2 separate regions of the Zea mays genome follow, and region 2 is linked to region 1. Evidence: chromatin contacts called from public Hi-C data. All regions are on one chromosome and are shown on one strand. Each heading gives the region's core, a stretch centred on a gene start, on an enhancer-like site or on the middle of the called end of the contact. The rest is flanking DNA. Distances are from core to core; before and after follow the strand shown.

Region 1 (6,634 bases), core at 1,238-3,737:
GCAAGTACTTGCTTCTCCATTTAACCAAGCATTTCTTAAGTCATATCTCTTTAGTGTACATCGAATCCTTTAATAACTGATTATCTAATAGATGGTCTTTTGTCTTTTGATCTTCATGAAATATCCCATCTCCATATATCCAAATGACCTTGACTATGGGATATCACCATCATTGCTTAATGTTGATCCTTTATACTTTTCTATCATGAGAAATCCGTGTATATGAGACATTTTCATATTAAACTTTGCCTCTTGACTATTTTGAATCATGATTGCTTCTTTAACTTTCCTGTTCAACACTTAGCAAACTAGACAATTATTTAATTGTGTTGTTATCCAAATCACCAAAACCCACAAGAGGGCTAGATGCACTCTTACTATGCAATGCTCGGTGGAGCCCCATACACTTTGGTGCTATGAAGCAATTGTTCACAAAAGTCCAATGACCATGTAGCTAAAACCTTAGCTAAAATCGTTCCGCTGTATGGTCCTACACATGTCGTCGGACTAGTCCGACACATCCTTGAAACTCACGAGTCTGATCACATAAACCACCAGACCCATTGTATTGTCGAACTACTATGGTCTAATAACCATGTATCATAGATGCCTCAAAAAACCTTTTAACTTGTTCATTTTTGAAACTTTAGAATTAGGTTTTGATCCTTACTAGTTTTGGGCATCTACTAAGCCACCTATAGCAAAAGAGAACTAGTGTGCACCACACTAAACTCATTAGACTTGTATAGATCGAGCTACTGGTTCACAAACCCATTTATAGTATGGTTAAAGAAACAACAAAGTCTTAAACTACTCTAAGTGTCTATCAACACTTAGAACTAGTCTACCATTAACCTTGCCCTTCGTCCTTTCTAAAACCCGCAAACAAATTCCATAAGCAGGGGCATATGAACCATACATTGCCCAAAACACCGTTCATTATTGTGACCTAACTCAAATTTACCTCTAAAAACACAATTAGTCACAATAATGTTATTTATTAATCACCAAAACACTTAAGGCTTATATGCTAGGACGTGGCTAGAAAAAAGTTTAGAAGGGAATGAATTAAATCATTACAAAAATATAATCTCACTAAACCACTCACATTAGACATATATAATAGTTTGAAATAATATTATATTAAAAAAATTGAAGTAGTGTTATATTAAAATGTCGATAAACGATAAAAACCATAAAATACACATGAGACCATACTATGTATGTTTTAAATTTTAGTGAGGGTTGGATCCCCACCCCGTCCCATCATTAGATCCATCATTACCTATATGCTTTCAGATGGGTCTTAGTTGATCGAATCTAAGGTCCGATTAATGTAACTTCTCTCTCACTTGCACTATAAAAAGAGAGGGTAGTGTTAGGGGCCTTATATATTAGGATCTAAGGGATTTAGTTGAATTCACTCCACACGGAGGGTAAGACATGTATGTGGATTACAACCTAAGAGGTTATAATTTCCACCAAAACCAAGAGGTAAAAAAGAAGTTAGAAGGTCATGACGTTGAGTTGTGTTATAAGCTTATAATATTCTTCGTATTGTGGTTTATCAATCGATGGATAACAAAAGAATATATGGTATTACACATCCTGTGGTCCAAATATCCCTAAACTATTCGTGCCTGCCCAGATTCAACACATCGCTCTCCGATGCCCTCACTCTCTTGGAAGCTCTTCTTTTTAAGTACTTTACTTATGCCGTATGTGCCCACAATGATAAAAATCTAGATAATTTCTCTTATTCGTCAAGAAGTGGAAATGTGGAATGCATTATCATCTCATCTGGGTGAAAATTGCTGAATTCAAAACCCCTTGGGAGTTGAGAACATGGATGGTTTCGTTGCTCAATGGGCAACTTTACATGAGCGTGGACTTTGAAAAGTCACGTGAAGCAAGAACTTTCCGTATCTTGGCCCCTAAGCAGGGTTCTGCTCCTAGCTAGCTTTAGGATTAGTTTTCTCAACTACTCATGTCTCTTGACTCTTGCATACATCCTATTTATTTTTCCGAGAAAAAGAAGTTTCCTCAAATTTTATTTCTTGTGTTGATCGTTTCGTAGCAGTAAAACCACTCGCATAAAGTCCTTGGAAAAATAGTAAACGAAACAGCGTAGCGTGGTGGATGGTAAAAGAAAAGTAAAACTTTGCGCCCGCCTATACAAAACCGGGAGCGACGGGACGACCATGTCGGTGAGAAGAGAATATTCCACAGCCAGTCGGTCCAAGCTGGACAGCAGGAGGACAGACAGGCAGCCCGCAGCCGCCGCCGCCGCAGCCCGTTCCGTTCTCCTCGCTCTCTTTTCACTTGCCAACGCCAACGCCAACTGCTTCTTGTGCAATTGGGTGTGCTTGCTACTGCTCGCTCCCCCCGCGGCCGCCCTCGCTTGCTCCGGGCGCCACCGTGGGGTCCTCCCCCCCTGCTCTCCCACACCCACCCTGTCCTTGTCGTCCGCTCTGCGCAACCAAACCGGCGAAACCGCCCCCCTTTCACTCCCCCTCCTCCTCCAGATCCATCCGCCTCTCCTCGAAACCGTCTCTCTGTGCGTCCGGAGTCCGGGGAGAGGGTGGCGGCGGTGGAGATGGAGAGCCTGGCGCAGCGCGCGGCGCTGCTGCGGGAGTCGCTGCAGAAGAGCCAGCAGGTCACCGACGCCGTCGTCTCCATACTCGGCTCCTTCGACAGCCGCCTCACCGCGCTCGACTCCGCCATGCGCCCCATCCAGGTGCGCCTCCTCACCCACTCGTTCGCTCGGCGCCGCCTTCGTCTCTCTTGATCTTACTGCTAGGGCTCCCCGCGTCACTGCCTCTGGATTGGTGCTCTGATGCTGCTGCTGCTTCTGCCGTTGCTTCGTCTGGGCGCAGGTGAGGACGCACGCCGTTCGGACCGCGCACGAGAACATCGACCGCACGCTGCGCTCCGCGGATGTGATCCTCACCCAGTTCGACAGGACCCGAGAGGTGCTTCCTCCTAACTTCACTCCTCCCATGCTCGTCGATTGAGTTTCACGCTATGTGCATCCCCGCGTACTTGCAAGTCGGACCTGCAGTTTAATCTAGCCTACAACAACAGTTGGGAGCGAATTTGGACATTGGTTGTATTATTAGATGCGATGAGAGCCGTAAAAGTTAGTTTATGAACTTGGTCAGTAGCCCCTCCATTGTGAAAGCATATTTGTGTTGAAATGAAACAACAACCAACCAACCTTTGCAAAATTTGACCGACAATCACTACATTAGATACATGTTTATTGCGTGAAAGTTGCAACATATTGGAATTACTTTTAAGATTATGTTCGTTTTTGTAATAATTGACAATGCACCGTAGGAGAAATCTATGGTCAAAATATACTATGGAAGACTTTCTCATCCTACAGTATGACGTAAATTTATGGGCTGAGTGAGTAACACAGATTAAACCATTATTGCATTTATCATAAAAAAATGCTATTAAGCCATCAAATTTGTACCAACTTTGCAAAGCAGTGGTGAGAAGCAATGATCCAACATGCTTGTTCGAGACCCTGTTGATCACCTAAATGGCAATCTAAAAAATTAATGGATGTAGTATTTTATCTATCTATTTATTTATTTATTTTGTGATGGGTTGTTTTGTTTGTGAGCATGTCCTTTACTTCACTTGTTATATGTACAGGCAGAGCGTGAAATACAGAAGGGGCCGCATGAGAACCTTCAAGGTTTCCTAGATGCAGTTGATCGCTTGAGAAGTATTGAGCGTTTCTTTAGTTCAAATCGGAGTTACCGTAGTAGCGATGGGGTGCTCAACCACGTAAACGCGCTCCTTTCTAAGGCCCTTGTCAGGATGGAGGGTGAATTCCAGAATCAATTATCCCAGCGCAGGTTTGTGTCTCATTATTAATTCGTAATTGATCATTTTGCTATCTAAAACACACCTAATCCTTGCGCTGTGCACCCTCCTAACTGATTTCAGCAAACCGATGGAGCCTGATCGTCTTTTTGATTGTCTTCCAAGTACACTTCGACCATCGTCTGAATCTCAGCCCGAAGGTGGGAAAAACCCATCCGAGAATCAGCAAAACCCAGAGGCTGTTGTATATAGTCCTCCTGCTCTTATTGAGCCAAAGTTTGTTCCACTACTCTCTAAATTAGCACAACAGTTGGTTCAAGCTGGATGCCAACAGCAATGCTCAGAAATATATAGGTACAATGATTTACACTGATAGTTTTGCACTTTCTATTGTTATCGGCATGCAAAAAACTTTTCTCGTTTCTGTGTGCCCCTGTTGTGTCTGCTAAGACTCTAAGAGATGCAGTACAGTTGTACCTGATGGAGTGACTTAGTGAAGCATATTCTCTTTTATGTGCAGTGAAGCTCGTTCTTCAGCTTTAGAATCAAGTCTGAAGAACTTGGGCGTTGAAAAACTTAGCAAAGATGAAGTGCAGAAAATGCCGTGGGAAATTTTGGAGTCTAAAATAGGGAATTGGATTCATTTCATGCGAATTGCTGTAAGTAATTTCCCTCCCTCCCTCAGGTCTTCTGTTATGGTATAGCATTGCTCTGGTGACATTTGCCTCTGCTTGAGACAGGTTAAACTTCTTTTTGCTGGGGAGCGCCAACTTTGCGACCAAGTTTTTGAGTGCAGTCAATCGTTGAGGGATAAGTGCTTTGCTGCAATAACAAAGAACAGTTTGGCTACACTACTCAGTTTTGGAGAGGCTATTGCTATGAGTAAACGATCACCAGAGAAACTCTTTGTTCTGTTAGACATGTACGAGATAATGTGCGAGCTTCAAACAGAGGTAAATATCTGATTCTGTCATAGCTACAGTGGCGTATTTCAGTTGCCAACCATTTCTCTTTAGTGCACATCGATATCAGCACACTTTGCATGCTTCCCTTATAGTCAACGTCCATTTGGGCTAAACTGAGTGTTAAAATCCTTTAGCCGTCCCTAAAATTTTTGGTTATCAGAAATCCTGCAGTTCCTGTTAGTGTTTGGCCCACTTGTATCGATGACATTGCATCTGACTTGTAAAACACTGCTACATATTTTTTTTCTCGAACAACACAGGCTGTGTGTCATTTCATTAAGACAGTAAAACAAATCCAAAGAGAGGTTCAGAAACCTCTCGAGCACATCATGTAGATTAACACCACAAACCCAAAAATACACTGCAAGGCTAACAGTCGATGACCAACTACAGCCTGGGGACAGCAGTCCTCACTCCTCAGGAGGAGCTCCTGTAGGCCAGTAGCCCCTGCCTGAGAACACAAAGGGCCTTCCCCTGCTACCGAGAGAAGAATAATCTGAACATCAAGGGCGACACCCCTCAAAAACACAAGCGTTTCTAAGCTTACAAAGCTCACAGGAGACCAACATAACTGGAGAATTGAAGCCTTTACGAAGATCAGGAGAGCTCTAGTGGTCTGCCTCCACCAAGAAATAAAGGGACTAGAGGAATTAGGCTGCTGCACGGCAGCTAAATTGAGATTTCTGAAAACCTAAGCCCAGGCCTCTCTGGATAGCACACAAGAGGTGAGTATATGGTTAATTGTTTCCTCTAATTGGTCACAAAAAGGGCATGCTGGTTGATGTGGCAGGCCACGTTTAGCTAGGCGGTCAGATGTCCAATAGCGGTTGTTAACAGCCAACCACATGGAAAATTTGCAATTTGAGGGAACCCAACAATTCCTGATCCTCTTCCAAGGGGAGAACTTAATGGACCTTGAGAACATTGTAAGATAGGGCAACTTGCTGCTATATAGGCCCTGTTTGGCACAACTTATTTTCAGCTTCTTCACAAATTTAAGCTGAAGTCCTGCCAAACAGGCAGCTTCTGCAGCAGCTTATCAGTTCAGCTGCTTCTCAAAATGAACTAAGGTAGTGTTTGGTTGAGGAGCCAAGTAGAACGGAGCCGTTCCATCCCTGATTCTAGGAACGGAGCCGCTCTGTTCTGTGTTTGGTAATCTGGAACGGAGCGGTTCTGTTTTTTGTTTGGTTGCAGAGTGAACGGAACGGAGCGTGACTGTGAGAGCGGGATTGGAACGGAGCGGCTCCGTTCCATTGATTTTTTGGAGCGGAATGGTTCCGGATCTGAGGAGAATATTCCCTAATTGGAGCCATTCCGTTCTAGTTACTTTGTAACCAAACAACAACAAAACTGGAACAGAACGGTTCCGTTCTACTTGGCTCTCCAACCAAACACTACCTAAAAGCAGCCAACAAGCAGAAGCTGCTTTTTACCAGCTTATCAGATAAGCTGCTTTTTCAACAAGCAGCAGCTGTCCCAAACAGGGTCATAGGCTGGAGGAAGATAACTTCCAACAACGCTGATCTGGGATGTCCGGCTGTAAATCAGTTCTGTCCACCAGATCCCAGATGATGAGGTACTCAAGAAGAACCTGCAGAGTTAGCGCTCCCTTAATATCTGAAACCCAACATCTGTTGCTGATTGCCTGGCTAACTGTACGCCTTTTCACAATCCTGGGAGGGATATCACTTTGAGGAGGTTAGGGGCTAAGGGGGTGTTTGAATGCACTAGAGATAATAGTTAGTTGGCTAAAAATTGCTAGTGGAATTATCTAGCTAACTATTAGCTAGACTGTTTGGATGTCTCGGCTAATTTTAGCAGCTAACTAT
Region 2 (6,837 bases), core at 1,330-3,829, 670 kb before region 1:
CCTCAACCACTAAAACAACTGTTGGGGTGGCTGCTGTCGATGGGCGCACCGGACAGTCCGGTGCGCCAGCCACGTCACCCAACCGTTAGGGTTCTGACGGAGTCGACCGTTGGAGCACTGACTTCTGGTGGCACCGGACAGTCCGGTGCCGCACCGGACAGGCACTGTTCACTGTCCGGTGCGCCTCTGGCCTCTGCTCTGACTTCTGCCACAAACTGTAGCGCTGTCAGGGGCACTGTGCAGTCGACCGTTGCGCTGATAGCCATTGCTCCGCTGGTGCACCGGATAGTCCGGTGGCACACCGGACAGTATGGTGAATTATAGCGGAGCGACGCCTGAGAAACCCAAAGGTGAAGGTTCAGAGTCGTACGACCCTGGTGCACTGGACACTGTCCGGTGGCACACCGAACAGTCCGGTGCGCCAGACCAGGGTACTCTTCGGTTTCTTTTGCTCCTTTCTTTTGAACCCTAACTTTGATCTTTTATTGGATTGTGTTGGACCTTTATGCACCTGTAGAATATATAATCTAGATCAAACTAGTTAGTCCAATTATTTGTGTTGGCAATTCAACCACCAAAATTATTTATAGGAAAAGGTTAATCCCTATTTCCCTTTCACATGCCAAACTATTTTCATGCTTAAGAGTGTAACCTTTGAAGCCCACTATGAAACAAATCAACACCACCATAGAAATATTGTATCCTCATCTATGAGGCCCAATATGTGACTGGCTAGATAATGTGCCATGAGATGAGAATGCACTCTTTCCCTTATTTATTAGACATGTGTGTGGTTGAACCACTTTCGTTATCCTCCATTTTCCATCAATGGACTTCTTATGATCTCAAACCCTCCAAAGACAACCTTTCTTGCATACCATGTAGTAACTCCTATTTTGATTTGAATGTGTACTGGTCTATGGTGATGCACCATATAGTCCTGAAGAAAGGGCTTGAACATAGACAATGTATTGAATACCATGCTACTAATTGTCCCATCCCAAGGGTCGTATGATTATTTCTTACATAATTGTAGACTGGTGTCGTGAATGACCTTACCTGTCATTCGAATGTCCCTGTAGTGTGGAATGCCACAAAAATCAATGTTTATTGAGTTTAATTGTCACATATTAGTAGCTATGCAAGGCTTAGGTGAATGTACTGTTGTGCTTCGCCTAACCTCTCACATGAAGTGTACTCACTAACCATGAGTATGAATGGACATATCTATGACCACTCTATCATCCATCGATCCTAAGTAACAGTTGAGTCCCTCTGTTGAGGTACATTCTTCGTAATTGTAATCCTTTTCTTCAGAATCATATGAATTGTTGTTATCATCATCAACAATCTTTTCCTCCCACCTGTATTGCCCATATGAACCAATGTCAAAAGCTATTGTTGAGAAGCTTCCTGAACAATGAATTGATTCACCAACTTTCATTAGAGAAACCTTAAGTGGCTCCTAGGTTGTCTGGTGTTGCATCTTCATTGGTTCTATATTGTTGTTCATCGACTATAAGACCATCAAAGGACCTTCTATATCCATTCTCCACCAAAACCTTAGGCAATGTCATATTGGACCCTTGCACTACCATTCTATAACATGAACAATGACCCTCATTACACAAGGGCATGAATACGTAATGTGCCCTGCTCTGTCCACTATCAAACCTCTCCTTTAATGTGAAATCGTCATCATCGAAGTTTTTCTTTGTCCGTAGAAAAAGAACACAAAAGCTAGGTGGAATATCAAACATTTTCAGATTATCTTCTATATTCTCAAACAACCCACCTTCTTTTCTGACAATTAAGTCTTCAATCCATCTGCAAAACTATTTCAGCAAACTACATTAAGTCTTCAAAATCGATCTAATGGATTTACTAATCCAACTAAGTGCTTGTTCGGTTAGCTCTCAATCCACATGGATTGATTGGGATTGGGTGGATTTAAATCTCAAATAAGTCAATCTCCTTCTTAATTTTTTTTCAATCTCAGGAGTAACGGGATTAACCGAACAAGACCTAACTAGTTTGCCACGTCACATCACATGTAGGAGTACGGTGTATGGATAGCGGTGTTGCCCTCCGTGGACTGCCCAAGCCCACCAGAGGAGACGGGGGCTAGTCAACGAGTGGTACGTACGCGCACGGGGGACGGCGCAATTTCCACGGGGAAGGCGAAAGCAAGACCGTGTAAAAAGCACACGACGCCGCCGCGTTCCCGGCAACGGCGGCGGGAGACCCAGACCCAGTCGGTTGAACAGGCCAGTGAGTCCAGCTGGTGGTGCGGTGCCTGCTGGTCGGATCGGGCCCAATCATTAACAATTTTTCTCCCCGCACCGCACGCCACGCCACGCCATAATTAAACGCGTGCAAGTTGTGCAGCGTCCACCCACCGTCGATCCCTGTCGCCGCACGGATCTCCACGCGCGCGCCGGCTTCCTCCTCCGGTCCTCCCGTTCCTCGCACCCTCCTGCCGGCCCTGCACTGCACACCTCCCTCCTCCATCCGATCCATTCCCTATAAAACCTCGGCAGCCACAGCAACATGCCACCACCATCGCTCCAGCCTCCTCTAGAGCCTTCGCGTCTCGGCGGCAGTCATCGGATCGGAACCTGCACAAGTAGAAGTGCGCAACAAGCCTTGCCACTAACATGCCTTCAGTCGAGGTCGAGGTCCAGGTGGGCGGCGCCGGCGGGTGGAGGCCGAAGCAGCAGCAGAAGCACCGCCACCACCACCATCCCCTTGAGATCCGTCAGGTGTGGGCGGACAACGTGGACCGCGAATTCAAGCTCATCCGCGCCGCCATCGAGCGGTTCCCCTACGTGTCCATGGACACGGAGTTCCCGGGCGTCATCCACCACCCTCCCCCGGCCGTCCACCACTCCACGCTCACCGCGCCGCAGCGCTACGCCCTGCTCAAGTCCAACGTCGACGCGCTGCACCTCATCCAGGTCGGCCTGGCCCTGGCGCCGTCCCCTGGCTCCCCGCCCGCGCTCGCCTTCCAGATCAACCTCCGCGGCTTCGACCCGCGCGTGCACCGCCACGCGCCGGACTCGGTCCGCCTGCTCGCCGCCAGCGGCCTCGACCTCGCCGCCCACCGCGCCAGGGGCGTCCCCGCGCGCGCCTTCGCCGCGCTGCTCGCCTCGTCGGGCCTCATCTGCAACCCGGCCGTCGCGTGGGTCACCTTCAGCTCCGCCTATGACTTCGCCTACCTCGTCAAGCTGCTCATGGGACGGAAGCTGCCAAGGGCGCTCCCGGACTTCCTGCGCTACGTCCGCGTCTACTTCGGCGCCGCCGTCTACGACGTCAAGCACATGGCCAGGGTCGCATGCGCCTCCCACGGCGAGGTCGCGCTGCTGGGCGGCCTCGAGCGCGTCGCCGCCGCGCTCCGGGTGCGCCGCGCAGCGGGCCAAGGACACCAGGCAGCGTCCGACAGCGTGCTCACCTGGGACACCTTCCGGGAGATGGCTAGGATCTACTTCCCCAAGGAAGGCAGCTTGGAGCCGTGCGCCGGCGTGCTCTACGGCCTCGAGCTCCCAAACTGAATTCTTCTTGTTCGTGTACAGTACACAGCCTCCCAAACAGAGAAATAACGATTCTTTGATTACTTAAATTCTTAATTTGCTCTTCTGTTTCTGTTACGGGATGATGATTGTTCAGCAGTCAGCACCAGCAGCAGCCGCTATCGCCGCCGCCGCCAGTTTGTTCCGAGCAGCCTACAGTTTTGACTAACAGTATAGGGTATGTTGTGAAGAAGTGACCACGGGCGTGCCATGTTAGTTAGTTGCAGGCCTGTACAGATGATGAATGTTCTTCTACATCAACACTAGCAGCCTGCACTGCAATCGAGTACAACGGTTGATCAGCAAAGAGAAAGGAAAATAGAAAATAAAGAGCAGTGTCATAGAATACCTACTTGAGGCACTCGTCGATGATACCACACTTGGGAGCTAGGATGGTGGAAAAACAATGAGCCTGACAAAAATAAGACAGTGACTTTCAGATATCTAACGGTGTATAAAATAAAATAAAAGATAGCAAAATAATGGTGGCCTGCTAGTAAATACTGACCATCACAACCCTCTGTTGCTCTCCTAATGAGACAGAACAACTTCCCGGTTTGCTGTAGAATCCCACCATTCTCTGGAATGACACTAACTTTCGTGATGGTATTACAATGTCCAGTTCATGAAATGATATAAATTCTTATGACTGATGACAATGGAAGACACCACAGTAGTTCAGATTTTCTTATAGAAAAAGTAACTAAATGCCATATCATCAGCTGAGGAAGAACACCACGAACACAAATTTCCAACTGATGCCAGTTATCAGTGTTCTCAGATCTCAGGGTATAAACTCAAAAGATCTCAGAAATCCGACCAGAGAGTTCAAGGAACATATGTAACTCCGTCAAAGGCTTTGGAGCCTGTGACACCATTGATTGAAGCCAAGAACTGCAGAGCAAGAGCCAGCTCTCCTGATGCACGAACCAAAGGAAAAGCACTTTTCAGGATGCTTATAGATGAAAATTAATCTCTTATAAAAATAAAAGAGTTCTGAAGAATAATAGTAACCTTGAGTTGAGGTCAAACTTGTCTCTCTTGTGCTTCAAAGCATATAACACACTCACAGTCACACCCCAGATCACATTGTGAGGAAGAAGATAAAAGGATAAGCCACCAAAGAATGTCAACTAGCGGTTCTACCATCCCAGTAACAAAGCCAGCGAGGACAGTGGTCAACTTGTCTAACTCAAGTGTTAATCTATGGTCTTCAGAAATACTTGTACCTGACAGGCTGAATACCTGAAGACATATACCAGGGTAACTTAGCTACTGTCAAAACCCAAGTATTACCTCCACGCAAATATGCAATCTTATTCTCAAGGCCAGATCCCAAGCACAAGATAGTACAAGGCACGGACAGTCGGACACATTTAGAAAAAGGACTGAGGTATCAATTGACCAAAACTTTTGCAGAAAATACTTGTGTTCTTGTTAGAGAATGTTCAGTTTGTGTTAGAGGGCAATAACAGAAAGGTTATCTTTGCTTCCCATGGCTTGTTACTTCTTCGTTCTTCCTGTCCATCTCAACCGTACCATAATTGTCACTTTTGGCAACTACCAACTACTGATGCCAAGCATTTTAGCAACTACATAATCAGAGAGTGGTTCTGCACAAATGACACATCTGAAGATGCACCACTTCATACCCAACCTAACTTAACCTCCTGAAGCTGCCCATTCGAAACCTGTGCAGCACCAAAATGATCCCCAGGTGTGTATTTGAGTTATTTTATTCAAAAATCATTTTTCTCCTTTTCTTTGCAATCAAGCTTCAGCTTTGAGACCAAGTCGTCCAGGATGAAATATATCTCCTGATTCTCAGGTTGCCTCTCCCTAATTTTGAATTCATCAACAATCTCATTTAAGTTTACCAGACGATGTCCAGGGCTGAACCTCTCATCTCTCTCTTTCATGATAGCCTTCACCCTGTGAACTTCTTCCCATCTCCCTGCAGCAGCGTACACATTGCAAAGCAGGGCATAGTGAGCATTGTTACTTGGTTCAAGCTCAATCAACCTGAGAGCTATACGTTCCCCAAGTCTCCAATCCCTCCGGAACCGACACAGCCCAAGCAAACCACCCAATGCGCGTGCCTTCAGATCCTCTGGTATATTCTGTAAGAGGCCCTCGGCTTCTTCCAGAAGCCCAACACTCCCATACAGATTAGCCATGCACCAGTAGTGCGAAAATGTCGGCTTGAAGTTGTATGTGGTGTTCATCTGCTCAAAATATGCCTTTCCATCCTCCAAGAGGCCTAAACGGGCACAGGCGCAGAGAACACCAATGAAAGTGACTCCATCTGGCTGCACATTCCCTGAAAAGGCAGCAAAGGAGTTAGATATATAGAAAGAGTTGAAAAACGCAAATGTAGCAATATGTTGCTTCCTGAAGAACTAATCCTGGAAATCTGAACCCACCTAGTGCAATCATATGCTGGAACAGTTTGATCCCATCAACAGGCTCACCATACACACAGTGCCCTATGATCATCGCGTTCCAGCATACCAGGTTCCTCATTCTGAGCTGATCAAACACCTTCCTCGCAATCCCAGCCCTCCGACACTTGCCATACATATCAATCAATGCAGTCCAAACCAACAGGTTATCATCCTCAAAACGGCGCAAAAACGCACAGTGCACCTCCCTCCCAGCCCCCAACCTCCCCAGCCTAGCACATGATGTGGCTGCCCCAACCATGGTTATTGCCGTTCCCCTAACTCCTACCTCTGCCATCCACCGGACCACCTCCAGTGCCTGCTCAGGCTGCTTCGCCTTGACGTATCCGTTAATCATGACGTTCCATGACACCACATTTCTCAAGTGCATTCCCTCAAAAACCTGGCGTGCGGCATCCAAGCCACTGGGTGTTCTGGCTAAGGCCGTCATCAGGGTGTTGCAGGACGCGATGTCCCTGAATGGCATTTCGTCGAACAGGTAGCGGGCGGACAAGATGCCGCCGGCAGTGGCATAAAAGTGGAAGAGGGCGTTGGCGGCGTGGGGCGGCGAAGAGAAGAGGAGGCCGCGGCGGAGGAGCTGCCCGTGGAGAGCGAGCGCGGAGCGGAAGTGGAGCCGCGGAGAGGTGGAGGAGGCGGCAGCAGAGAGGAGAGGCGGGAAGGAGAAGTGGTCGGGGAATAGCGGGTGGTGGGAGCGGAGGAGGGCCGCGAAGAGGGAGAGGAGGGCGGAGAAAGGGATGCGAGGGCCTAGGGCGCGGAGTGCAGCATCGAGGGAGAAGAGCGGCAGGGGAGGAGGTAGGTGGCGAAGG

What was found. Hi-C and Micro-C count contacts between places; a contact is called where the count stands out from the background.
Region 2: a contact with region 1 is called in a Hi-C map of leaf mesophyll, with 4 times the contacts expected there. The contact joins the promoter of LOC100193751 here to the promoter of LOC100501891 in region 1. A contact is called at or near these places in 2 of 25 Hi-C or Micro-C datasets (ear and leaf mesophyll).

The regions. Positions count from the first base shown.
Region 1 is chr2:103,288-109,921 of Zm-B73-REFERENCE-NAM-5.0, reverse strand. It overlaps LOC100501891, which reads left to right and starts at 2,487. Exons shown (of 12, transcript NM_001196530.2): 1 at 2,487-2,737; 2 at 2,877-2,972; 3 at 3,667-3,872; 4 at 3,964-4,194; 5 at 4,361-4,499; 6 at 4,581-4,793. The coding sequence starts at 2,597.
Region 2 is chr2:768,462-775,298 of Zm-B73-REFERENCE-NAM-5.0, reverse strand. It overlaps LOC100193751, which reads left to right and starts at 2,579. Exons shown (of 1, transcript NM_001399094.1): 1 at 2,579-3,619. The coding sequence starts at 2,658. The coding sequence ends at 3,551. LOC100501345 (pentatricopeptide repeat-containing protein At3g51320) reads right to left here. Exons shown (of 5, transcript XM_020547962.3): 1 at 5,993-6,837; 2 at 4,584-5,889; 3 at 4,078-4,486; 4 at 3,923-3,981; 5 at 3,649-3,840. The coding sequence ends at 5,309.